Linked DNA regions of Mus musculus: regions 1 and 2 are each linked to region 3. The links are chromatin contacts, called in public promoter capture Hi-C maps. All regions are on one chromosome and are shown on one strand. Each heading gives the region's core, a stretch centred on a gene start, on an enhancer-like site or on the middle of the called end of the contact. The rest is flanking DNA. Distances are from core to core; before and after follow the strand shown. Region 1 holds the start of Rfx2 (regulatory factor X, 2 (influences HLA class II expression)). Region 2 holds the start of Mllt1 (myeloid/lymphoid or mixed-lineage leukemia; translocated to, 1). Region 3 holds the start of Pot1b (protection of telomeres 1B).

Region 1 (3,401 bases), core at 228-2,727, 1.1 Mb after region 3:
AAGGAAAAAGGGAGCAAAAAGTAGAAGCAAGCCAGGGCTGGAGGAGTGGGGGTCATCAGGGTCAAGAGAGGCGAGTGGTGGTTATGATTACAACACATTATACACACAGGAGAAGGCCACACTTATGTACATGCTAATAAAGTTACATTTATTAACACTCAATCGTTGTAGGATTTTTCCTGGGGGACCTGAGTACCGGAGTGTTCCGGAGACGTACTAAAGTAGGGGTGAAGTCTCAGGAGAGACAGCGGTCCCAGCTGTTTCTTGGTGCGTTCCCCGCCCCAACTCCCCTCCCCGCCACCCTAGGGGGCTCTGTCCGGAACCGAGCTCTCTAGGGTCCAAGGAAACAACCGCAGCCCTAGCGAATCCCAACTGCGAACTCGGATATGACCCATGGAAAGGGGCGAGGAAGACAATCCGGTGTTTTGGGATGTGCTGCCTGTGCACAGGAGGGCTGCGCACGCACTCTCCCGGCCTCCTGGATCTTCCTACAAACGGTTCACACAATATTTTCCTTCGGGAAAGTTTTCTAGATTGGGGATCTCGGCAAAGAGGACGCTATGGGTGCGCTTGAGCTTCCCGGAGCGGCATGGTAAAGGACCCCCAAACGCAGCGGTGTCGGGTTCCAGGGGAGAGTGGTCCGAGGATTTGGGGCGCCGGGGGTATTTGGGATGGGCAAGAAAACGCGAAGGGAGGAGTTCCTTCCAGAACAGAACAAACGCAGTGACTATTTTGGTCAAAGCACAAGAAAACGGTGCCGGAGCCCCCAAATCCTAAGTCAAGAAGGAAACCCGAGGGTCAGAACTATGAGGCAAGCAGAAGAGTACCCTCGGAGTTAAGTACATGGATAAAAGCCAGAACCCCGATTTCATAAGTATAAAAGGGAGACGGTGCCTCTGGGTTTTCAGACTTGGACGAGAATGGCTGGCTCTGTGGGAGCCCCCAACTCAGGTTTTAGGGGGATGACAGCAAGGAGCGGGTTTGGGGCAACTCCAATTCAGGCTTTGGGAGTAGTCAAAGAGAGGACTGACTAGTTTGAGGGCGCCTCCGAGTTTCAGGTGTTGTGGAGTAAGAGACAAGGAGGGGTCTTCTGGAGTCCCCGCTCCTCAAAGTCAGATTTAGTGCGTCAAAGGCGAGAAGAGATCGCTTCACTTTACAAACTTTTGAGAGTGTGAGAGGGGTTCCACCCAGCCCAGGGCTCCCCCAAATCAGAGGCGCCTATCAGGATTGGATGAGGTTGGCGTCTGCAAAGTTGGGGCGCCGGGTCCGGCCGCGCCCGCCCCCGCGACCCCCCTCCAGCGGGGTCCCCCCCCCCTCCGCCACCGCCCCCTGCCCCGGCCCGCACCGCTCACCTGGAGTTCGGCAGGGAGTTCCGGTAGCGGCTCCCGCGGCGTCGGCCGCTGCGTGTCGCTCCGCGTTGGTAAGTAACAGTCTCCACGGCTACAGTCTCTATGGCGGCGGCGGTGGCGGCGCCGGCCGCTCCTCCTCCGGCTCCCGCCGCCCTCCCGCCCGCCCGCAGCGCCCGCCCGCAGCAGGCGCCCGCCCGCCTCAGCCTCGCGCTGCCCTCACGGGGCGGGGCGTTGCGCCCGGCAACGGTTACCAAGCTGCACGCCCCGCCCCCTCCAACGGCCCGCCCATGCCCGCCTCCAACGGCCTCGGGGAGGGCGGGCGATCTCCCCATTGGCTTTCATAGTGCCCGTCAGAGGTGAAGGGGCAGGTCCTTGGGTAGAATACCAGCCAATCGCTGAGAAGGAGGGCGGGGCCTGGCGGGAGGCGCGCGGCTCCCGGGAAGGGTTGGCTCTAAGGAGGTGCGCGAGGGCCCACTGGTGGCAGTGCGTGTTTTGCGGAGTTACGGTGATTCCGCTAGACCGGAGGCGCTCACCGTCTAAGGGGAGCAGCAGACTCTGGCCTTGCGCCTGCTCTTTCATGGTCCACAAACTGAAAACTTTTTTTTTAAAGATTGTTGTCTATGCGTGTGCATGCAATGCGCATGAAGACCCGAAGAGAGCGTTGGATCGCCCTGGAACCAGAGTGACCGTCTGCTATGAGCCGCCTAATTGAGCAGGGACCGATCCCGGGTCCTCTGCAAGAGCAGAAGCCTCCTCTCCAGCGCTTCTCCTTTTTTTTTTTTTTTTTTTTTTTTTTTTGAGCCGGTGTCTTGTATACACTCACTACACCGCTTAAGCTGGCCTCCAACACCTGATTTTCCTGGCTCCATCTCCTAGTGCTGGGATGATGGGTGTGTGTTCACCAGTCCTGGCTAAGCTGACAACTCCTCACCCACCCCATCTCGCTTCTCTGTCCTCTCTGGTTCATATATATATACAGGTCTCAATGTGGACTCTTCATAAAGCTTATATTTTGGTGGGATGACACAAACAGAATGAAAAGTTAACGCAAAAGGAAAGGTTTAAACCCAGAGACCCAAGTGCGGAGGAGCTGTCAGACCATAGCTCCATTCATTCATTCATTCATTCATTCATTGAACGTCCAATTGCACCAGTGAACATGGGTAATTTGGGCTTATGTGCCCAAAGCGGTGAGTCAGGGTCTTGCTAAGTAGTCCAAGCTAGACTAGATTCCCACTATGTAGTCCAAGTTAATGTTCTTTTTGTCTTAGGTCCTTGACTACTAGGGTGAGAGGCAGGTGCCACCAAGCATTTGTGCACAGTCTAACTCATGAAATCCTGAACTTAGGCCGCGAGAAAGGCAGTAGACGCTGCCTCTAGGACTGGAGTTTCCAAAATAAATATATTGGAGCAACTGGAAGCCTGGTGCCACAACACCACTTTGTTGGCTGCCTACACTACAAAGCTAGTGTCCGGTCCCCATCCCCCACCCCCACCCCCACCCCCGTGCTGAGAGACCCAGTCCCATAGACTCAACTGTAACTATCATGGAGGCAAATGGCTATGCATGAATGAGCCTGAATCTGTTTGGACCAAACTGTGGCCCTTCAGAACTCATTGGTTTTAGAGACTGAGAAGTGTGTCCCCAGAGCTCATGGGTTGGAAACCTGGTCTTTAGCAAGGAGACTGTGGAAAGAAGTGCAGGAGGGTTTCTAGACCTGGGACACTTGTGGATGGGAAGGAAAGAGAACCTCTCATCTCAGCCACACACCTCAGAGTTCTAAGCCTCTCACTCGCTGACGATACAGCTGGCTCACTCCTTACATAGAGTTTTAGTATTTTTACATTTATTTCTTTAGGATGTGATATGTACATGATATGATACACATGTGATCAGATGACAACTTGTGAACACTTTCTGCCTTTCCCCTGTGTCCTCCAAGGATCATTCGGCTTGGCAGAAAGCCCTGTTCCCCTCTTCCAAACATATGTTTTTTATGTTAGAGTAACAATGGCAGGCAGGAGTCAGGGTTTTTTATTTTTTTGTTTTTT
Region 2 (3,508 bases), core at 222-2,721, 1.2 Mb after region 3:
TACCCCTGGAAGTTCCGTCTTTGGAAGGGAAGGGGGAGGATGTGACCCTGGGTGAGGGGAATCTAAAGAAGATGGGGAGGAGCTCACATGGTACAGAGCTGGGTGACATGAGGGGAAGAGGTAGAGGAGGCAGGCTACCCAAGAGGCTGGGAAAAGTGAACTGAAGTGAGTGTCTTAGATGGAGAGAGGGTGTGGCTGGGCAGAGAGCATTCAAAACAGACCTGAAGCTAGCACCTGGTTGGGGGGGGGGTATTCCCTGGAGTTTGGGGAGATTTGGGGTCATGGGCCCAGGAAGAAGGAATCTTCCAAAAAAAGATTGAGGCTCAGGCCCTATTTGGGGTGGTGTAGCATCTAAGAGGATATGTAGGGGGGGCATCCTAAAGTTACTAGCCCTGTCTGTGGGGACTCTGTGTAGACTCTCCACAGAGTCTGATTCATGCTAGGGACCACAGGGGCTGGAAGACCCACTTAAGTTCTGAGACATGTTTCCAAAGATTCTGGGCCATACAAGGATGCCAGGAGCTGTGGGGTGTACTGGAGTTCTGAAGGGAGTCTGGCTAGATTTGGATTCATAAGGGACGTGAGTTCCCGGCTAGACTGGGTGGCTTTGTAATCCCAATGGGTTCCATTCTCTACTGGGATTCTAAATGATTTCCCAGGGGATGTGGGGCCAGGACGGGATCCCCATGGTGCTGTGAGTGGCTATAGGATTCCAAAAGTCTTCCTGGAGAGCTGTGGACCAGGCGGGAGATCCCCAGGGTGCTAAGGTAGTACCAAGGCTCTAAGGGGAATCCCAAAGGGTTCCAGGCTGTGATGATGCCCAGGGCGCTAAATCCCTGGGATCCTGATAAACACTTCAGGAGTCTGTGTGTAAACTGGATTCCTAAGGGGCGCCTCCGGGGACTCTGGAATGAGATGGAGTTCCTAAGGTGTTGAAGCCCTGAGCTCCTGTATGATGCCCAGGGGGTACTCCGGGATTCTAAGGGGTGTCTCACGGGGCTCTGAGCCAGGCTGAGTCCCTCAAGATGCCGCGGCGGTGTGGATACACTACGCTGGCAGAGAATTCCCCAGTGTGGAGTGGGTGGCACTGGGGTGCTGAGTTAGATCCCAAAGGGTTCTGCACCAGACCTGGGGTCGCGATGGGGGAGGGGTACGTGGGTCACAGTGGAGGAGGGGCATCCCGAGATGGCGATGGGGGAAGGACGCCCCGGGGTCGCAGTGGCTGGAGAAGGGCCCATCCGGGTGGGCGCGCGCAAACTCGGTGCCCACGGGGCGGTGTGCGCGCAGGGCCGGCCACAACGCCGCGCAGGGCAGCGGGAGGCCAGTCCCGGGCGGAGGCTTCTTACCTGATTGTCCATGACTGGCGCCCGCCCCGCCCCCGGGCCCGCGTCGCTCTCGCTGCCGCCGCTCAGCAACGCCCCGCCGCTCTCATTGTCTGTCGGGGGCCGCACCGCCGCCGCCGCCGTTCCGGGCCGCCCGCCCGCCCGCCAGCCGCGCTGAACCGGAAACCGCCGCCAGCCCGGGCGGCTCAGCGACCGCGGGCCCCCAGCCGCCGACTCGGGCCCGGCCTCGCCGATGGACAAGCCTCCGAGCCTGTCAGAAGGCCAGAGACCCGCGCGTGGGGCGGGACTTCCGGGCTGGTGGGGGCCCGCCGGGCGACAGTCAGAACGACGAAGCCGTCAGCCAATAGAAAGCCGGCGCCGCAGGGGGGCGGGCGGAGGGAGTGAAGGAGGCGCGAGGCGAGCTCTGCTGAGCGGCGCGAGGTGTGCGCCGCACGTGGAGGGGTTGGGCCAGGCCGTGGCGCGGTGCCTGCGCACTGCGCCCCGGGAGCGGCTCTAGAGGGGACGTCCCTAAAAAGGCCCTAAGAGTTTAAGTTCGAGCCCTGCGGAGGGAGGGAGCGCTGGCGATGTTCGGTGCTCCTGCGTGACAGCGCCGGTGGTTAGTTTACCGGTCTGGATCCTGTAAAGCCAGCGGGTTCAGCCCACTTCTCCTTGCAAAGGCTAGGGTTGTGCATCTGTAAAAAACCAGCCTGTGACTTCAGTGACCTCTTCTGGCCTTCTCAAGCACTGCACACAGGTGCTAGCGCTCGCACACAGACACGCACCATTTAAAATGTAAGCTTTTAAAAAACAAAAACAAACAAAAAAACTTGTCGGAGGTGGTTCTTCTTTCTGTGGTTGTTACAGTGCACATCTGAAACGGAGCCATTCTAAATGATCAGCGGTCTCATTCATTCAACGCAGGGAAAGGAACGGTAGTCAGTAGTCAACCGTAGACTGTGGATACTGACAACTGGGGATTGAACTCAGGGCTCCCGCCATTGAACTACACCCACAGCTCTGTTTTCACTTTTTTACTTGAAGGCCAAGGCTGGGGCATAATTGGTAGAGCACTCTGCTAGAACGATGAAGCCCTGGGTTCTAGCCTCAAGACTCTATAAGCCAAGTGCAGAGATACATGTCTATCATCCTAGAACTTGGATATAAAAGGCAATACAAATTTTTGCTAACCTGAATAAAAGACACACACACAATCCAGGTATTTTATTTACAAACCGTAAGTCTAGGTTGTGCAGCTATTCTAGTTTGGAACTAGTTTGGAGCTATTCTAACTTACATCCCTGCCCATGTGTCCCTTGTGACGTGCTGTTTTTCCTGGCCACATGCTTATGGTCCATCTCCTCTCGTGGCGGCCTCCTCCAGTTTCCCTGTCTTTCTTAGTCTCCTTTCTCTACCTGCAACCTCCAGCCAGGTAACTGAAAACCTGCCTACCTCTATCTATTGCCCAGTCACAGGCTTTAGCCTTTTATTGACTAATTGACTTGGGAGGCTAGGTTACATACGTAGCATCACTTGGGGTATGTGAGGATCTCCTCCTTGGGGGCAACTAGACCTTGGGATACAGAATTTAGCACCTAAATACAAGCAGTACCAGACCAAGCCCCTACACTTGGAGGTGGAGGCAGTAAGACTGTGACCTCAAGATAGTGGTGAGAAAGCCCTCCCTTGTTCATGGAGTAAAGGTGCTATGCCACCAGTGGTTTAACTAGCCCTAACGATGACTGAGGCTCACTCATCGTTCAGAAAGACTAGATCAGGTAAACGGATGTAACTGAGGAGAGGCCCCCGACGGTCTGGTTCTGAAGAGAGCTGGCAGGGAACGGTTTCTGCATAATGTCTTGTAGAGATAAGCCAAGGACCTGGATCTTGTCCTCCAGAACCCAAATTAAAGTGGAGAGAATGGACTCTTTATGTGCTATGACTGGCACTCCCACACCCTAAACAAAAATTAAAAAACAAAGACAAAAACAACTTCAAGATTGAATGGGGAAATGGCCCAAGTGTTGATGTATTTAAAAGTGTAGTGTAAAAGAATATACTAGACTATCCGCAGACAAACGAAGGACGTTCTGGCATCTGCTCAGTGACATGAAACACAGGATACACACTGCAGGATCCCACTCCCGGGAGGTCCCCAGAGCAGTCAGATTCAAAGACAGGAAGTGAGA
Region 3 (3,846 bases), core at 502-3,001:
TGAAGAAATAACAGTTTTTTCCCTAAAATGGAGAGAAAAATAGTAAAGATGACTGCTTTTACAAACTATATACATTTTTTATGCAAAAGTTTGAATACAACTGAAAGCCTTTGAAATGTCTTATCTTTTAAGAAAGTTTTCAGGATACTGCCAGAGTAGCATCAACCCTAACAAAACACATAAAGTCACTTAGAGGTTCTGAGAAAGGGTTCTTCTCACATATGACTGACTACCTGAGAATTACTGTCCCAAAGGTCTCTGCTACAGCCTCATCCTGCATAAAGCCCACTGCATACACACAACACACAACACACACACACACACACACACACACACACACAAACAGAACCTCTCTCTGTGCAAGCCTGTGCTGCTAATATCTATGGCTGAGGATTACAGCAATCTTCAGCAAGCATGCTCACTTGCCTTTAAAAACTTGCACTGGCACAGTACTCCTAATATACTCATACTGAACTATGGGATGTGTCAGGCAGTCAGGATATTCGATTCCCTTTCTTAATCTTTAGAGAACCTTTCTCTGAATTTCACTTGGACCATACTTTTAGGAATTCAATATAGCATGTTCTAATAAATATTAAGTCATCTGGGGAAAATCTGAGGAAAAAAATATGTAAGATTCATAACTTAAGTCTTATTGAAGATACAGAAAGTGAAGTTCATTAATTTCCCAAAGTGTTTTTTCTCAACCCGGTAATACAATCTCTCAGCAAAATAAAATGTTGTTTTAGAAACCAATTACAATTTAAGAAAGAAAAAATTCTTAATGTGAAATGAAAAACTCATAAACTAGGACAATGAGGGCAAGTCAATACAAAACAAAAAGTTCAGTTTAGTCTCTGCCCCACTGTCAACTTCGGAAAATAATTACCTAGTCAAAAGTACAGGCATGATAGTGTTTTATAACAGTTCCTTTCAACTTCTCTTTTGGCTTTCATATTAAAACTTTCTGTCTCACACACACCATGGACTCTTGGTAAACAACCATATGGGTATTTCTTAAACAACAGATTAAAACTCATATGAACCTCATACTAATAAAGTCACTATCCACTTTTCAAAGAAAAAAAACAGATTAAAAGTAGATCCTACATTAATACTCTTCAATATTACTAAAGAAAGCAAAAAACAAAAAAAAAAAAAACTGAAAACAAATTATACTTTGGCAAAACGATGCTTTTTGTGTCCTCAGCAGGAAGTATCAGCTTGAATCAAAATACTTTTAAAAGCCAGTTTTCCGACCTGTTGCACGGCATAGTAGTAGCCCGTTCCTTTAATCCTAGCGCTCTCTCTGTTCACTGTGCACCAGGTTCATGCTTTTCTTCTGACACTTGTCACCTGGGCAAGTACCTGAAGCCTCTGAGGCTCCCAATAACACACACACACACACACACACACAGCGGGTTATCGCTGCCGCCAACGCATAGCGCACACACACAGACACACACACACACCCCTGAAGCTTGAGGTCTCCCTGAGAGAGAGGATGCCGAACACAGCGGGTTATCGCTGCCGCCAACGCATAGCGCACTTTCTCTACAACTACCCCAAATGTGGTTGCAAACGACCCCTCATATCATCCAGGGCCCGACCTCCAGCGATTACACCAAGAACTCCAACACCCTAGCGTTCAGTACCTCACAGAACACCGAGGATCCCGGCAACTTTTTCAACCTGCAGAGACGCGACTTCGACTTCCGGAGCCGTGGGACACACGCATGCGCACTCCAACCATTCCGCCCGCTTTTTGCTCGTGCTTCCCATAACAAAAGCGAAAGGCAGGCGGGGCCTCGGCCAAGCTCCTCCCAGTTGGTCCCTGCAGAGTAGGAAGCCTGCTGCTCCTCTTTCCACGCCCCTAATGGATTTTTCTGGGGACTAGCGGGGGGGGGGGGGGGGGGGGGAGAACACACTGTTCAAAGGATAGTAACTGGCTTGAAAGAGTCCTAAATCCTGTAGCCAATTGGAACCCTATTCCGAGTGAGACTCCAAATTCTATTTTGTTGAATAAATGGATCAGAGGCAAAACCCTTTGTTAATCTAAGTTAAGCACCCAAATGCACTTTTACACGATGTAAATAGACGAAGATAACAATGTTGTTTTGTTGTTTTTTTAATCGCAATTTAGGGCTATTATGCTATTGCCAGGCAAGTTGAAAAATACCAACAATCCTTTGTTAGTCTGAAGATTTATCGTTCTTTACTATATTTTTGAGTGATGAAAAATTGTCATGAGTTTAGAAACTTTGTAATGATTAATTTCAGAATATAGAAAGCTGAACAAGAGTATGTAGGCTTATATCGAGTGTAAAAAAATTAATTAAAAATTAAATTTTAAAAAGTGTGTAGGCTTTAAAAGTTTATCACGATTATTTGGAGTTATTTGGGAACCCTTTGTATCGGGTTAAAAGGCATTTTTAAACACAGAATAACTTTTTTATCTTTCACAAAATGTTCCACTATTAGTTTAAATTGAGTCTACATCTATTCATTTTACCCACCCACTTTTTTCAGGAAGTGGGGAAAGTTTTGAAATTCCATTGATGAAAATGAAGGTCTTTTGTTCATTCTTTTAAACTACATGCAACATTAATGGCACTGCCTATGTTAATTGTAACTGTTAATCTTTCTCCCTTAAGTTCATCAAAGTTCATCAAAGACTGAGTGCATTGACAAAAATGATGGGATTGTATGCATTTATGGTAGGATGGAAATGATCTCCATTGTTCTATCAATAGAAAAAAATCAGTTAAAGGTATCTTTCCCATGACTGAGAAGAATATTTCCATGTACGTGATTTCCATGTAATTGAGTTAAAGAAATTCAGTGTGATTGGGGCACATTCCACCTATAACATGAAGTCAGAATTTGGCACAATGGAATCGAATATGTGAAGAAAACCAAATAAATTGGCATTGCTACTTACGTTCCCATTAAAATGATATAAATGGGACGAATTTTGAAGTGAGTATATTAGACTAAAAGGAGACTTAAAATCAAAATGTACTTCTTTAGTTTGTTATTTATGTCTGCTTATCTATGCTAGTGTCATCCATATTAAAACTTCCTAATACTACCCACAGTGGTCTAATAGAAATGTTAATCAACTCCTCTCTATTTTTATATTAGAAATTATATTTTGCTTTTTATTTCTGACAGATAGTCTTTGTATCAACCCACTGGTTCTTCGGCAGAAAACTCCCACTGTTTTTGCTGCAGTTAGATTTAAGCATAAGTGTGTTTCAGATTGTTCAGAGATGGAAGGCAATATTTTCTAGTATATCTATAGCAGATATGTCAAGATTTTCTGTCTGTGTACAGATTTCCTGGAAATTCTTCCTAAAACCACATAAGAAAATATGTGCATCATTTCCTCTGGCAGAAATCACAAAATCAGAGGGAAGACTTGATGAAGTCAGTTCTGTGGTTGACTGAGTAGTAAACAAGATAAAAATGAAAAACAAAAACAAAACCCCTACCACCTGAAGCCAGTACTGAGCTCTTAAGTCAACTCTCCCCACACCTCATTTTCCTCATGATTTCTAGTGATATATAATAGTATATGTGTTTATTTTTTGCTTTTGGTTTTCTATTGATAGCATCAAAATGTAGTCTTATTTTAGGCAAATGCCATGGAAATCATAGGCCAGTGGTTCTCAACCTGTGGGTCATGACATCTTTGGGGATAAATGGTTCACAGGAGTTGCAAATCGGATATCCTCCATATTATTTATTTACATCAGGATTCATAATTAACAAAATTACAGATGTGAAGTAGCAACAAAATAAGTGGATGGTTGGAGTCACCACAATATGAGGAACTATATTTAT

What was found. Promoter capture Hi-C pulls out the DNA fragments that hold promoters and counts their contacts.
Region 1: a contact with region 3 is called in a promoter capture Hi-C map of pre-B cells. The contact joins the promoter of Rfx2 here to the promoter of Pot1b in region 3. A contact is called at or near these places in 2 of 39 promoter capture datasets (liver and pre-B cells).
Region 2: a promoter capture Hi-C map of pre-B cells shows a contact between it and region 3, with 4 times the contacts expected there. The contact joins the promoter of Mllt1 here to the promoter of Pot1b in region 3. A contact is called at or near these places in 2 of 39 promoter capture datasets (liver and pre-B cells).

What each region holds. Positions count from the first base shown.
Region 1 is chr17:56,829,531-56,832,931 of GRCm38.p6, forward strand. Rfx2 (regulatory factor X, 2 (influences HLA class II expression)) reads right to left here and starts at 1,478. Exons shown (of 17, transcript NM_009056.2): 1 at 1,353-1,478.
Region 2 is chr17:56,933,917-56,937,424 of GRCm38.p6, forward strand. Mllt1 (myeloid/lymphoid or mixed-lineage leukemia; translocated to, 1) reads right to left here and starts at 1,472. Exons shown (of 12, transcript NM_022328.2): 1 at 1,347-1,472. The coding sequence starts at 1,358.
Region 3 is chr17:55,710,885-55,714,730 of GRCm38.p6, forward strand. It overlaps Pot1b (protection of telomeres 1B), which reads right to left and starts at 1,752. Exons shown (of 17, transcript NM_028370.2): 1 at 1,656-1,752; 2 at 1-22.